Linked DNA regions of Mus musculus: region 2 is linked to region 1. Evidence: chromatin contacts called from public HiChIP or PLAC-seq data. All regions are on one chromosome and are shown on one strand. The core of a region is the stretch at or near the end of the contact, and the rest is flanking DNA. Distances in the headings are between cores, read along the strand shown. Region 1 overlaps Srpk2 (serine/arginine-rich protein specific kinase 2). Region 2 overlaps 5031425E22Rik (RIKEN cDNA 5031425E22 gene).

Evidence for each region. HiChIP or PLAC-seq counts read pairs in DNA pulled down with a chosen protein or histone mark.
Region 2: an H3K27ac HiChIP or PLAC-seq map of embryonic stem cells shows a contact between it and region 1, with 5 read pairs. The contact joins two enhancer-like sites. A contact is called at or near these places in 2 of 484 Hi-C or Micro-C datasets (the AML12 cell line and granulocyte-monocyte progenitors) and 3 of 115 datasets of contacts at active chromatin or transcription factors (embryonic stem cells, forebrain and pancreatic cancer cells).

What each region holds. Positions count from the first base shown.
Region 1 is chr5:23,591,800-23,599,369 of GRCm38.p6, reverse strand. All of the region lies in intron 2 of Srpk2 (serine/arginine-rich protein specific kinase 2), which reads left to right. Among named protein-coding and RNA genes, the nearest start is that of Srpk2, 80 kb to the left of the region's middle. Within about 2 kb of position 2,894, at least 25 of the 459 cell types and tissues checked have an H3K27ac peak or open chromatin away from gene starts, as enhancers often do. A contact at or near this core is called in embryonic stem cells, where this site is marked.
Region 2 is chr5:23,411,750-23,419,319 of GRCm38.p6, reverse strand. All of the region lies in intron 1 of 5031425E22Rik (RIKEN cDNA 5031425E22 gene), which reads left to right. Among named protein-coding and RNA genes, the nearest start is that of 5031425E22Rik, 18 kb to the left of the region's middle. Within about 2 kb of position 3,364, at least 169 of the 459 cell types and tissues checked have an H3K27ac peak or open chromatin away from gene starts, as enhancers often do. A contact at or near this core is called in embryonic stem cells, where this site is marked.

The DNA.
Region 1 (7,570 bases), core at 1,645-4,144:
AGGGTGCTCGGGAAATTTTCCTGGCTAGTTGTTGGATGTGCAAGTGACCCTGCCAGAACTTTTGTTCTAGTGTCTTCCTTCTGATTTTTCCCATTTTAGATCTGCTTAATATTGAGTTGCCTGTGATCCCAAAGTGAGCCAGGCATGGTGAACTTGGTTGCTGGTCTGCATGGTGGTCTTTCCTTTTCATGTATAAACGTGTCAGTAGCTAGGACACTGGACTGGGCTCTCTGCATCATCTGGTAACAGTCTGTTTATACCAGTTCATTCACTGAATCACAGATTTTTGCTAATTTAGAGATAAAAGAGCCTTTATAGCTGGTTTAAACTTTTTATTTTTTCAAATGTATTTTATCAGTCTTGTTCATAGCTTCATTATTTAAAGCTCTTGGTACGTTACTTTAGGGTTTAGAGTGGGCACATTTGAGCCTCTCTCTGTCTTTTCAGTTGTAAATGCCATTAGGTAGACTTAGGAACTAAAGATTGGACTATAAAGATTCTCATGTTTTTGAGTCATACCTACGTTCCACCAGAGTAAGTATTGTGAAGTAGGCTTCGGTTTGGAATGCTGCTTCCTTGGCCAGCTTCGTTAGCGTTCCTGGCTTCCTGCTTTCCCATTCAGCTGTGGCTTTAGCCAAGCCGGAGGTCACGTTTGAAGGCTGGAGCCTGACTTGCTTCAGAAGCCCTTGGAGCTCCGACAGCGGCTGCTGTGGGTCAGCGCAGGCTTTTCTTGCGTGGGCGAGAGCTAAAAATGGATGGTTCGTTTTAGGTTGTCAAAGCACAAACTGTATGTAGGTTTTTTCCTTTCAGATTGAACTTTGTGTATGTTGGCATGTGTTCCAGCACATGGGTCTTTGTATGAGCAGTAGAATCCAGCAGCTATTTGCTTTACTTACTGTGGGGTTGGTTTATCTTACCATTAACACTGGCTGCTTCTTCATAAAGAACCAGAGACAGAAAGAGGGTATGCCTATGCAGATATTATTTGAGATGTGTCATTTTGTGGGTGGGTGAGGTAGAACTGGTCTGTAAATGCTCTCAGCAGATAGGAACACAAACAGCACAGTGGATGTTTAAGGTGTGTGTGCACAGAGCTTGACCTCCCTGGCTTATGTTATAGGCAGATCATGGCAGGATGTAATACTGGACTCTGTGACCTTGACAAGGCAGGTTTACTCTCCTTCCCTAAATGCTTGAGAGCAGCGGTAAGTGGTCTTGTTTGCTTCTCTGTTGCTGTGACAAAGCAATGTGACCACAAAGTGACTTGGGGGAGGAAGGTATCTGCTTGTAGGTCACAGCCCATGATTTAGGGAAGTCAGGGGAGGACCTCAGGGCAGAAACTCCAAAGGATGCCTCTTTGCTCACCCAGCCTGTGTAGAACTAGTTTTAACAAAACAATTTTTATCTTTTTTTATATTTTTAAATTTAATTTTATTTTAAATTTATTTTTTACACTCTATATTCCGTTCCCTGCCCCCCCTCCATCCACCCATCTGCTTCACATCCCACACCTCCTCCCCACTCCACCCCGTGTCCTTGTCAATCCCCCCACTCCCTACCCCACCTGACCTCTAAACTCCCTGGGGCCTCCAGTCTCTTGAGGGTTAGGTGCATCATCTCTGAATGAACACAGACATGGAAGTCCTCTACTGTGTGTGTGTTGGAGGGCCTCATATCAGCTGGTGTGTGCTGTCTGTTTTAAAAGGCCGTCGTGCTCTGTTTCCCTTCCGGGCCTCTAACTTACAGAGACCCACTTGTCTTTTCCTCTTTTGTGCTGGGATTAAAGGCATACACTACCATGTGTGACTTTTAACGTGTTTTTAATAAAAGTCCAGGACCACCTCTGCCTGAGGAATTGTATCACCTTTAGTGGGTTGGGCCTTATCAATTATTAAGATAAACCCTCACAGGCATGGCCACAAACTGATCTGATCTAGCTGAGTTCTCAGTCTTCTCCTCTCAGATGACTGCAGGCCGTGCCAAGTTGGCAGTTAAGACTAACCAGAACTTAAAGCAAAACCTCGAGGAAGGGAAAATTTAATTATAGCTACTCTTTTTTTTTGTTTGTTTGTTTGTTTTGTTTTTGTTTTTTTTGTTTTTGTTTTCGAGACAGGGTTTCTCTATATAGCCCTGGCTGTCCTGGCACTCACTTTGTAGACCAGGCTGGCCTCGAACTCAGAAATCCACCTGCTTCTGTCTTGCCAGTGCTGGGATTAAAGGCGTGCGCCACCACGCCCGGCTTACTATTTTTTTAAAAATTAGATTCATTAATTTCATTTTGTTAGTGTTTTGTATGTTCACCACAGTTCTGCTTGATGCCCATGAAGGTCAGAAGAGGGCACTGGGCCCCTGGAACTGGAGTTACAGAGGGTTATGAACCACACTGATTGCTGGGAATCGAACCGGGATCCTTTGCAGAACTAGCAAGTGCTCTCTGTGTGATCTCCAGCTCCAAGTTTTTATCCCAATAAAAAATCAGGTTTGATCTGGTCTTCCTGTACACACAGAATCTTTTTTTTTTGTTTGTTTGTTTTGAAAAGGTAACCATTAGCACTGAAAAGAGTATGATAAATTGTGGAGACCAAATGGGCTTTGAGTCATGACCTTCAGAGGCCACTCCTGCAAGTTCCATGACCTCTACAAGTCTTAGTCTCTTCATATGAAAATAGAGATGCTGACGTCTGTCTCCCTTAGGAGTAGGTACATCTAAGGAGATGATGCGTATAAAGTGGGTGCTGAAGACAGTGGTGGGTGGTACAGGCAACTAATCGTGGTCATTATCAGATGTTGTGGAGCCAAACCACATTTCAGCCGAGCTTGGCTACTGTATTGCATCGTTTACCTTGGGCAATTAGGTAACCACTGAGTTGGAGTTTAGCAGATGAGTTAATGCACAGTAGCTGAGTCACTGTGGTACTTAAGTAAAATGGTGTATATACAGTATCTAGGGTAAGAAGCTATTGAATAAGTAGACTGGGAGCTGGTGAAGACTTCAGAGAGGAACATCTTAAATTTAGCTCAGTCTTGTTATATATCTCAATATGTCACTGGCTAATTTTGGTATCAGCATTAGAATTCTTTAGAAGTAAAAGTTAAAAAAAAGTTTACATCTCTTATTTTTTTTTTTTTTTACTGTGCAATCCTTTTGTAAAAAGTTAACTCACTTTTGATTCTAGTACCATTTCTGTTCTCTAACTTAACATTTGTTTGTTTTATCTACTTATTTTGTTTTTTGCCTTTATGTCTTTTTTCCTGATTTGGCACAAATTAGTTTTGAACACGATCAGCAAGCAAACAAAACAGATGAGGACAGTATACTTATATCACACCTGAAGTGGCAGCTTAAGCTCAGTAGATAGTTGGTAAATGATTGCTTTTTAAAATAGTGGGTGTAAGTCAATATCTTTGTGTATGTATGAAAGTTAAAGGGCCGCAAGAATTGAAGTTTATTTAAAATGCAACACATGGAAGCTGAGGAGGAAAGAGACAATATGTAGTCCTGGCTAGCTTGACAATCACTATGTAGACTAAGTTGGCCTTGAACTTGCAGAGATCTACCTGCTTCTGTCTCTCATGTACCCAGGTGAGCTGTATCTGGCTGGCTGGAGAGAAGTTTATTTTACTTTTCACCTTATTTGTATTTTGTGTAAATGGATTTTTTGCCTCTATTTATGTGTGTTCCATATGCATGTAGTGCCTATGCATGTAGTGCCCACAGAGGCCAGAAGAGAGCGAGCATCGGGGACTAGAGTTAATATTGACTGAATGTTTGTGATCCTCAAAAATTCACGTTGTAATCTGATCCCTGAATGTGTGTATCGGTCACAGCAAAAACTCTATGACCTTCTTTAAGTCCCCCTATCCCCAGCCAGGAGTTGAAGTGAGATTTAAGATGTAGCATTTCTTTCAGATACAAAAATCAGGCCTCAGGAGAATGATCAGCTTAGGTTGTTATGCCTGAGCGTTTTAGTGAGTACGGTTTGATGAACAAGAATATTTGCACATTCTCCTCCCAGGAGGTAGAGAGTTTAGTTGAGCCAAGGAAGATGCAAGTGTGCTTTTCTGACTGTGCTGAGTAGAGCGCCTATTTTAATGCATCTTTTATTAGCAGACTTTGCAGTTCAGAGTGGGAGCATGCAGGGTGTTATGACAAATAATATATATTAGACTTTTAATTTTACTTTTTAAAACTAAAGAAATCGTTTGGCAACATAAAGAATTCCATTTCAGAAGTTACAGCTTTCCAAGTCGTATTGGATCAGAAGTGCTGCTGCTGCAGTCCTGATGCCAACAGTGCTTCAGAGACACTTAGCCTTCTGATTGTCTCTGGGGGAGCTGAGCATACCTGCTGTCTGACCACTCTCCAGGTCCCGTGTCCGTGCTGCTACAAACCTCATTTCATGCTATCACCTCCTATAGTTGCAAAGTACTCATCCACCCAGTGTCTCTCTTTGAAGACAGTATGTCATATTCTGAGTCTTGAGGTACCAAAATGCAACAGTGTTCATAAACTACTACCCTGATTGTATATGGATGTTGTAGGGATGGGATTAAAGGCATGATTTCTTAATTAAGTCTTGCTTAATCTTACTTCTTAAATTTGATATATCATATTCAGTGTCTGTAAATATCTATATCTTTAGTTATTTATCTTCTGTTGATATGCATTGGCTTCTTTTTTTTTTTTTTTGGTTTTTCGAGACAGGGTTTCTCTGGCTGTCCTGGAACTCACTTTGTAGACCAGGCTGGCCTCGAACTCAGAAATCCGCCTGCCTCTGCCTCCCGAGTGCTGGGATTAAAGGCGTGCGCCACCACGCCCAGCATGCATTGGCTTCTTTTTCCTTTCATTACTTCTGTCATTTACCCCGTGTGATTGCCCTGTGATCCATTCCCACGTTCGGAAATGCTTTGTCCTCTCATAGCGCCTTTGCCCTGGAAGGAGTAATGGCGGATTTCACTGATCAGCAGTATGTAAATTATGGTTCACACCATTGTCTCTATCGCAGAAAGTAAGTCATTATCAGTTTAGCTATGTGTGATACAGCACAGATTAGAAGATGCACCCTTACCAAAGCTATATATAAAAAGTACATGTGAATACTTGAAATGTGTGCATATTGGTTTTGTTTGTGGTGCTCTAAAACCGTCTCAACCATGTTGGTTTTAGAGTAGTATTTAAAAACCTTTACTTTTGTGATGTATTTTTCCTGCCTAAAATTTCTCAGTAATAAAATCTAATCCTCAAGAAGGACTGATAAAACCCAGCCCGGCCTTTGTGGCAGTGCTTGAGCAATTGACATAAATTTCCCATCTCCAGCCTGAGGGTCTGCCCAGCTCCTGTGGAGCCTGAGATGCCAGGGCAAACTTCTAAGTGCATCTTCCAGCCCTGGAAGAGAGACTGCTAAGCAGACACCGAGGTTGAGGCTGGTTGTTAGATGAACTGTGTTTCCTGATTACCTCTTCCCGCCAATGCCTGTGTAGATGTTAATACTGTCAATGCTACACTGTAACAGAAAGCTCTCGATCTCTCATCTTAGGGGGCACTGTATCAATGATACAATAATCGGTGTTCAGTTAGCTTGATGTGGGTTTACTGGGTGTTCTAGTGACAGGTCCAATCATAAGAAATGAACTTTGCTTTTTTTTCTTCAGTGTGAGATAAAACCATCTAAAATCATATGGCCTGACTTAACATTTACTTATCATAAACATTGACAACTTCATTTTTAGTCTTAAAAACCAGGAAGACTTGAGGGTGAGAAGTTGTTATATATTTGTCATTTCCAAAATCCTTAGTTGTCCTGTCTGCTGAGAATAGTCTACCGCCTTTTGTCTACCAGGTAAATTTAATGTTTTGGCATTGAGAAACACATTGTGTCATCTACAGAGTTTATGCTTAAGAACCACACAGTCAAGTTATAAAACTAACAAAAATTACAAGCAGTTTTCTAATTTGTTCATGGCTACTTAGGGCTTATGCAGCCATCAGGCCATGGGTTGGACGTGCCTGGCAGGATTCTTGGACACTGTTAACTAGTTCTGTATTTCTGACACCTGTTAAAGCTGCGTCTCCCCCACCCCCATTCCCTTACCTTCAGAAGCATCTTTAGCTGGCTTTGGCTGTTTTACCTTAACTTTTCCATCAATGTGTAAGTTATTCTTTAAAGTAGCCTGCAGCATGGGTAAGTAATTAAGAGCACGAACTTTGTAGACCATCTTGCTTTAAAAGGATAGCTTATCAACTATCTTATTTTGTATCTTGGCCAAGTTACTCTGTCTCTTCCATAGAGGCTAGAGGTCTGTAGCTCCACAGTAGAGCCCATACTTAGCACACTTTGGGCTCTAAGCTTGACTCCTGGCAACACACACATCAAAGTTGTGAAAGAATTGAAATTTTAATTCATCTTTCTTTTGAAATTAGAAGTAAGTGCAAATTTGCTATTGCTGCCTCTGTTGATCTTTCTCAGTTTGAAGAAATTAGTGGTAGTTTATAGAATTATTTTAAGGATTGAGTGAAGTGGCATTTAGTATCAGCAAATACTGTTATTGCATTTTGGCTTCAGTGTTTAGAACACCACAGAGCCCTTCTAAATACTTATGAAATAGTATAGAACTTTAATTATCTAGAGATCAATATTCATAAATGGGATGTCACTATAAATGTGTTGAAATCCATGTGTGTGTATGTACTTTGTGTATGTTCATATTCCTGTACATGCGGAGGCCATAGGTTGACTGTTTCCCTCAGTCACTCTTTACTGTATATGTTTTGGGATTGGGGTGGTCTTGGAGTTCATGGGTTCAGTTAATCTTAACTAGCAAGCTTGTCCTCCAAAGTGCTGGGAGTAAGGTACCATGTTCCCCTTCGTGGTTTTTGTTTGGGTGCTGGGGTTGAAACTCTGCTTCTCAAGCTTGCATGGCAAAAACTTTATCTACTGTGACACACATACACACATACATGCCATCATATGCATATATATGCTCTCTCTTGCTTGCACATGCATGTGTGTGTGCGCACACACACATGCACAGCCCCGACTCTATCCATTATAAAAAACATCAATAAATCTTTGCAGCATTTTTCTTGCCTATTTTTCTTTTACTATAATTGAAGTATTGAAATGCAGTCTCACCCATTTATAATCAGTGTATCATTTAATGATATAGCTTGTGAATCTATTTAAAATAAGGAATAAAACTGGGCAATACAGGGCATCCCTTTAGTCCTAGTTATACAGGAAACTGAGGCAGGAGGGATGGTCTCTGAACCCAGATGTTAATTCATCCTGCTTAGCATTGTGAGACTGTCTCTTCCTTAGACCCTAGGGGTCCTTAGACCACTGTGGTGTAGCTCTGGTAGAGCGCACTCAGCACACTTTAGCTCTAGGCTTTATTCCTAGCAAAACAAACACACAATAAATTTGTGTAGAGTTGAAAATTCAATTTATCTTTATTTTGATGTAAGAATAATTATATAAATTTACTCTTGTTGCTTCTATGGGCTAATTTCTACAGTGAACAAAGAATAACTCAAATACTTTTCCTGATGTATTTTCAAAAGATATGTATG
Region 2 (7,570 bases), core at 2,115-4,614, 180 kb after region 1:
TAATGCTTCTGAAAGGCGGATCCCTTCTCGGAATGCTGTTAATGTGCGTAGAGTAGCATAGTGCACAGATCCTGTTAAATTCTCCATGGACACTCCTGCTTAGAAATCCTGTGCAAGGTGTTCAGATTCTAAGAGAAGGCTGACAAATAATGAAGCTTAGACATAATGGTGCCCTAATGGGACTAAATAATTTTATTTTTTAAAGGCGAGGCGTGGTTCGTGTAATTCAGGCTGGCCTCGAAATCACTTGGTAGTCAAAAGATCAACGCCTTTTTTTTTTTCCTGTTTCTAGCTCAGGTTACAGGCATACATCACCATGCCTGTAACGCGCAGCTAGCTATTCTAGCGTTTAATGTTCTTGTAGCTTTCAACTGGAGTGATCCTTTCCCTAACTGACATTAGAAATTAGTCCAGTAAAAGTGGCCTGAGTGAAAAGCTGTAGGAAAGGATTTTTCTTTAGTGAGAAGTACTGAGGATCCATTCTCTTAAGCCCGGTTTGATTGACGAGTGGTTCAGTAGCTTAGTTTTGACCTTTTGTAGTAATCGGGCTTTTACCGTATAATACCTATAGCCGGCGTGTCCTAACCATGGATAAAACCAAGCTACCCCGTTGTGGCTGCCAAATTTTACACCAGAGGAAAAACACCTCTTGGCGAAGCATAGCGTGGGCTTGTGCTCTAGACCTCAAGCCTTGAGTCCCACAGTGACAGAGCGAGTGCTTGTACCACAGAGCAGGGCGTTTCCCCGGCGCTGTCTGCGTCACGGCGGCTGCCCTTCCGCTCGGGAGAGCAGCTGCGGGAGCTGCGCCTGCAGGCTGGCCGGGTGCGCGGCGCTCGAGCCGGGCGGCGTTTTCCTGGGACCTTCACGGAGCAGAGCGACGAGGCTACATACAGCGGCCGAGCTTATCCCTTCTTTAATCCTCGCTGTAAAGCACCGTAGTGCAGCTTCCTGCTTAACTCGGTCGTCTGAGCTTCCAGCTCACATTTTGAGCCCAGTGCAGCCGCCATCTTCCGGAAATGCTGATGGTGGTTAGTCTGCGCCCAGTGGAAATAACAATTTTTTTGCTTTTGTTTTTGAAGCGGTCTTGCATTTGGCCCGATCTTTTTGAGGACTTGGGTTACAGAATTACATCATGCCTGGTTAGTTTCATGATGCTCAGTTTGGGGAAGTAGAGCAGTGTCCTTGTTGAAATATAATCTCTTTAGTCCAGCCTTTTCTCACTTAAATTAGATTGATGGATTAAATGAGATAATGTATACCAGATATGCAGTAGTAACTAACAGAGAAAGAAGGGAATGGTGGGTGGGGGAGTTGCGGGGGCGGGGGGATGATTAACTTTGCTGGGTATCACCACCTAAAACATGAAGGTATGGAGAAGCATGCTGTAGCACATGAGTGTGTATTTTGACAGCTCTTCAGTATAACTGATCCCTCCAAAGCAGACTTTACTGGCTTCTGGTTTCTAAGGGATGCTTCTTTTTTGTGTGGCTTCCTTTTTTGCAGGTCCATACTGAATAAATATGCTGTAGGGTGATGGACAAGGCCAAGTTGGGTAGTCCTACCATGATTTTAGTTTACAGGGAAAAATCAGGCTGAGTTTAAGTACATTGTAGGTTTCTAGGTGTTAGAAGTTTTCACACATGTGCCCGTTTATTTTTAGGGCGCGGCTTCACTGTTTGGCTAGGTGGTTTAGAACTGGGTATAGATTAGGGGACAAAAGCAGGAGTGAAGTCGCTTGGGGTTTGTTGTTGTTTTGCTGTTTTAGGTGCACTAACGATGTAATAATGTGTTTGGGATAACTTAGGAGGCAGCGATGAAGATTTAAACAGTAAAAGATTATTACACAAAAAATAACCCCAAACTTGTGCTTTACCGCGGACCCACCAGGTTGGAATATACAGGGAACAGTTGGACCATCCCTGTTTCAGGCTGGGGGTTTGATTTCTTTACACTTGCTGTCTACAAATCTCTGCAGGACACCAAACCCACGACTGAATGACACAGCCAGCATCCACAATTCACACAGAGAGGTAAAAATGTCAGATCCCCACACCAGTTGAACCAGAAGTTCTTTGTACATTAGAACATTTAATGGGAAACTGCATATGAACTGTAAAGTGTAAATACAGTCTGATTGGGATTAGAAGAGCCCTCTTGTTTAAAGCCTTGTTGATGGGGAGGAAGCCACACAGTAGAGTATACTTGCAAATAATAGAAAGGTCAATCTAGTACAGACTTAAGATGTACTATTTATGTAAGCTATGTTAACAGTAAAAATACAAACCAAAATGAAACAGGCGAGGAGAGTTGTGGCTCAGTACTACTCGCCTGGCAACGCTGCACGGACAATCATTTAAAAATGCTGATGTGGAAAGATGGCTATCGTAGGCCTTGAAGTGATATTTACAAGATAATCCTAATTTTGCTTTAAAAAAAAAAAACCTCAGTATGTATTTGTGTGCACTTACTAAGGTGTTAGTGCCCTGCAGCTGTCAGGGTGCTGGATCACCTTGCCTGTCTATTTGTGACCTTAAATGTTCAGTGAAAATGTGTGACAGTGGAGAATAATAAAATATATTTTGTAAATCTGGTTGCTTGCATAAAATGAGTATTCTGTTGAGGAAAGAAAAGGTGGCACGTCAATAAATCAAAAAATAAAAATATTCAGAAATCAGGCATTCTGGGTAGAAGATATTTTCTCTAGATTTCAATTAAATATGAATGTTTGTTTCTGTTTTTAAAAATATGTACGAATTTTACTTGTCTAAAATAAAATTTAAAAGAAATGGTGTCTCTATTTAGTTCCTAGGATTTGACCTTAGGGCTCAGTAGTAAAGTATGTGCGTTCCCCAGCACCACCCCCTGAATACCGAGACCCGTGGTGTGAGCTGAAACTGCGCACATTCATTCCCCCAAGCCACACCCTGAATACTGAGACCGAGGTGTGAGCTGAAACTGTGTGCATTCATTCCCAGTGCCACACCCTGAATACAGAGACTGTGGTGTGAACTTAACTGGATAATCTAGTTGTTCCCACCTAAGTTACTTGCACTTTCTCTGTCACTATGCAGCAAAGAAAACGCCTAAGTGAAAGGCACCTTGTACAGCAGTCAGTATCAAGTAGAAACAGATTATTAATTGCTCGACATACAGCTTCAAGCTTTGGGGGGCTTGAGGTCTTTTGTTGTTCTTCTCTTCCTTAGTTGGAGGGACAAGGGTACACAACACCTTATCATAAAATGCATCATGCTTCTTCTGAGGAGAGCCTTTTTGGCTTGAAGCCATAGCTGATTATATATCTTGTACCAGTGTGAGACTTGACATTTGCAAAGCCCTGGTCGCAGTTTGTGTATTTAGCGCCCTCTAGTGGGTTACTTTATAAAAGCATAGTTTATCTTTAGCTAAAAGAGATTAAATTGTTTACCACCGCAGTGTAATTCGTTTTGCTTTCCATTGCATCCAAAGAGACCCTTTCCTGCTACAATAGTTTGCACTTGGCCAAGAGATGACCTAGGCTGTGGCCTTTGCGCTGTAGCTCCTCAGTATTTCTAGGTTTCAGGTTCCTAGTGTAAAGTGATGATAGATAGAAGTGCCAGCTTGGGATCATCTAAAGCTAAAGGAGCTGTAATGTGGGCACCTGACACAGTAGGAGCCTAGTAATGTAGGAGGAGCCTAGTAATGTAGGAGGAGCCTAGTTCTATATATTGCAAATCTAAGGTCTTGAGTGTAATAAGATACTTGAGGCCTGATATAGCCAATATTAATAAAGGTAAAGAAGCAGGTGTTCTAATTCTGCTAGTTGAGAGAATGAGAGCAATGTTCAATGGGAAAGAATAATTCCTAGATATAACTCTAATTTCTCTAGGACCATCGTTATTAAGTTGGAAAGGGGCAGAGGACAAGTTTGGAATCTGCTCTCCAACCTACTGTGAATTCTGGGGATCAAACTCGGGTCACCAGGCTTGCAGACAGAGTGCCTTTAGCTGCAGAGCCATGCCACAAGCTGCTGCTTAATGAGATAGTCATACCATTTCTGCAGCCTGGGAGCATGTTGGTTTTCTTTGCATCTGTCACAGCACTTAGATAAACTGCATGTGCTCAGCATCTAAATTTGACCTTTCCATGTTAGAGTTGACTGTATGGTAGACTTTAGAAAACAAGACAAAGAGTGGTAGATAGTACTTAAATCGAGCCAGGTACATGAAATAGCCCCAAAGATTTCTTGTTTGTAGCCTTATCTTGCATTGGTAGTCAAGGACTTTGGTACTTAGACTTTACCTCCTCAGCCCCACTCCCCAGGAACCCATGTACTTCAGGAAAGCACTGGGTGATTATGACCTGTGAATGACCAGAGTCTTTGACCAAGTGTCCCTAGGCCCATTATTCCTGTGTGCCATGTGTTAGACATGTGACTGTTGTCTCAAATTCCCTTCTGTTTCCTTAGTGATAGGCCAAATTTGTTTTCTTGTGAACTGGTTAACCTTTAATTGAGCCCTAGTTAATGTCAGGACATTGTACTAAGCATTTTTATATTCATGACTTAACCTTCACAGCTCTGATCAGTAAGATGCAAAGTACGATCCCATTTTCCACACAAAACTCCTAGTGGCTCTCTTAAGTGGCAGTCAGACTTCTGACCTAAAGCTGCCTCTATTTAAAGCCAATGGAAACAGCTGTCAGAAACACTGCAATGAGAACTTTGAGTGCCGTTTGTGGGAGTCTGACAAAGAAGAATCTGGGCTTCCTTGAGGCACTACGCCCAGCGATTTTTTTTTTTTTCTTTTTAAGTTTCTTGCTTTCCAAGAAAGCCCACTTATCTGACCCTGCTGTAATGGTAATTATGGCTCATAGTTTTGCCATACCTCACCGTTTTGGAAGGCTGGCACAGGCGTTCTGACATTATCTCTTCTTGGGGACCTTTTGTTTGTGTCATCCATTGATCCTCTAAGCTGGAGAAGCAAGAAGAAGGCAGCTGCTGTTAGTTATTCCCCAGGGGATACGCAGCAAATCCCAAGCCTTCCAGCTGGGAAAACTTCAATCTGGCAGTGAAAGCATACAAAAGAAATCTAGACAAAGCGGGAGGGAATGGGGTTCACACGCCAGCCAGCCGTCCTGGTTACAGCGCTTTGGGCTATGAGCTGTCCTGGGCCAAGCTGGGCCACAGCACTGAAAGTTCTGTCTTGGTGGACACAAATTCTGCAGTCCTTCCAACAGCAGGACACACACACACACACACACACACACACACACACACACACTTTCCATACCCATGTTCCCTTTCAGTTTAGGCCAAGCAGGAGATTTCTATTAATTGCCTTTTTTCTCTGATGTTCTGATGTTCAACCCTTAACTCCTAACACTGTTCTTAATAGTTTCCTCCTGCTTTATACCTTGGCCTCTTTGAAGGATCCCAGTCAATGTTAGAGTCTCTGTGGGTGGATGGTTAGTTAGCAATCAAAGCCGCAGACACTGGCGTGGGAGTGGAATGACTCTGGGTGGAGGGACCACAGTTTGAAAACAAATGAGCCTCTTTCATAATCCCAGTAAGCCTTCTGTGGACTCTTAAGGTCTGCTGTTTTGGCGCGGGGCACTAGGGTTTCTGGGACTTTGAGAAAGAGTAAACAGGAGCTAGTTTACCATCTCCAGTAGCCTCAGCAAAACATCAGTGTCCAAAGAAGGCCTGGGTTGTTGGTTGGTTTGTTTGTTTGTTTTTAAGTTCGTCTCTTCTTCAGCAGACTAGGTTTGGTATTTTCAAAGCAGCATAAAGCTCAGAGTCAGAGCACTGATATTATCTCCTCAATCTAGAAGTTTCACGGAGTGATGGATGGGCTCAACTTTGAGATGACTGAATGTCTTTTTAAAAAGTGAATTCTTTAGAATATTCAGCTATTCGTGTTAGTGGAGGAGATCCAGAGACCATCCCACGGGACCTTTAATTCACTGTTCATTTGCACTTGGGGTTATGAGACACTTTGGTAATTAACATTTTAATATGGGTGTGCCTGTGGTTCTGGAAATTTACAACTGTTTACAGCAAATAACAAAGCTACCCATTGAAGATGCTGACTGGACTGGAATGCTGTCTAATGGCTTTTCCAGCCTCCGGACCAGCTCAGGCCTGGAAGCTTCTAGCTTTGGCTTTGCTCGAAGCTTTCAATCCTGATGCTTTGCCACTTTTCAGATTTCTCCTTTGAAACCCAGAGGAAATGAAACAATAGCAAGTTCCTCTCCCTGGGATCAAAGAGTGCCTTAGCTAGAGGTTTTGAGGTGATTCTCAGAGCCATGAGCTGTATTTGGCATTCAGTTTTTAATGGCAGTGAAGTTGAAAAACAACCATACATAAACTGTAGTTGCTAATGGAAGAGCTTGAGATAACCCATCTTTAATTTATGGCTGAAGATTATAAAGGAAACCCTTTGATACCCAAAAACGTCTCACCTAGAACTCTCTGGCCAGTGAGCAACCTCAACTAGGAAAGCAAATATATTTTGTACTCCTGAGACCCAGCCCCCAACATGAAGATTTCTGTTAAGTTGCTGCTGGATGGAGGACCTGCTCTTCTAATAGCCACCTAGGTGAGAAATGATTCAGCACTTTGACCACAGCCTGCTGAATGGTTCTGAGTTACAGGCACCCGGGTAAGCTGCGCCCCACAGCCCTGACCCACGAAAACTGGGTTAAGTATTTCAAGATAGCTTTTAAAGTGCTGCTGCTCCATAGTTTATCTTATCTTTGTGCTATGGCTTGGGCAATTACAACCACCAAATTCATTTGAGTTATCATTGGCATGTGTGGCTTCAGTTCTCCACATTACCTAAGAGGCCAGGTAGCCAGAAGACTCAACCTGGGCAGCCTTCCTACATAAACCTCTTGGCTCCAGATACATGAGTTCTGCATTGTGTCTGGAGAAAGAGGTGGTGGTTACAGTCAGGAAAAACTGGAAACTACGTGGCCAAGTGTATACAATCTGAAAACAAGATGCAATCAGTCTCCTGTGTCCTTCTCTTCCCTGTCACATCACACACCACAGACTCAGGAGACACCATTACTGAAGTAGAACAGGTTCTTGTGCCTATCGACAAAGGAAAGCTTGATTAATTGAACTATACATTCTTTCTAAAAAAGCACATTTGTTTTTAGGTCAGGAGGTCAGAGCACTGTTCTGTTAAATGTTTATATCTGGTATTACCTAAAATATGTGTTGAGGCCGATGGCATAAGGTAGAGGCAGTCAATGGCAGAGACTGCCGTCGCTTTCAACACATGGATTTCATTTTGCAGTCTGAGTTGGTTCAGCACCGGCTCTACATTGTAACAGGGAGAAGATGGAAACACTCCTTCTCTGTCAGAATGGACTGCTTGCTCCATTCTTCTACTCCCACCTGGCCATATCTAGCTACAAAGGAGGTGGAGAACTTGCGTGACCATGCGCCCACCTAAAAAGTCTTATTTAGGAAGAGAAGAGCTAAGAGTGGCGACGCCCCCTCGAAGTTTCAACTGCACGTGAGGCGCAGGCTAGAGGATGGCTTGTTGAGACCAGCCTGAGTAACAGAGAAGGCCCGGGCCCAAGA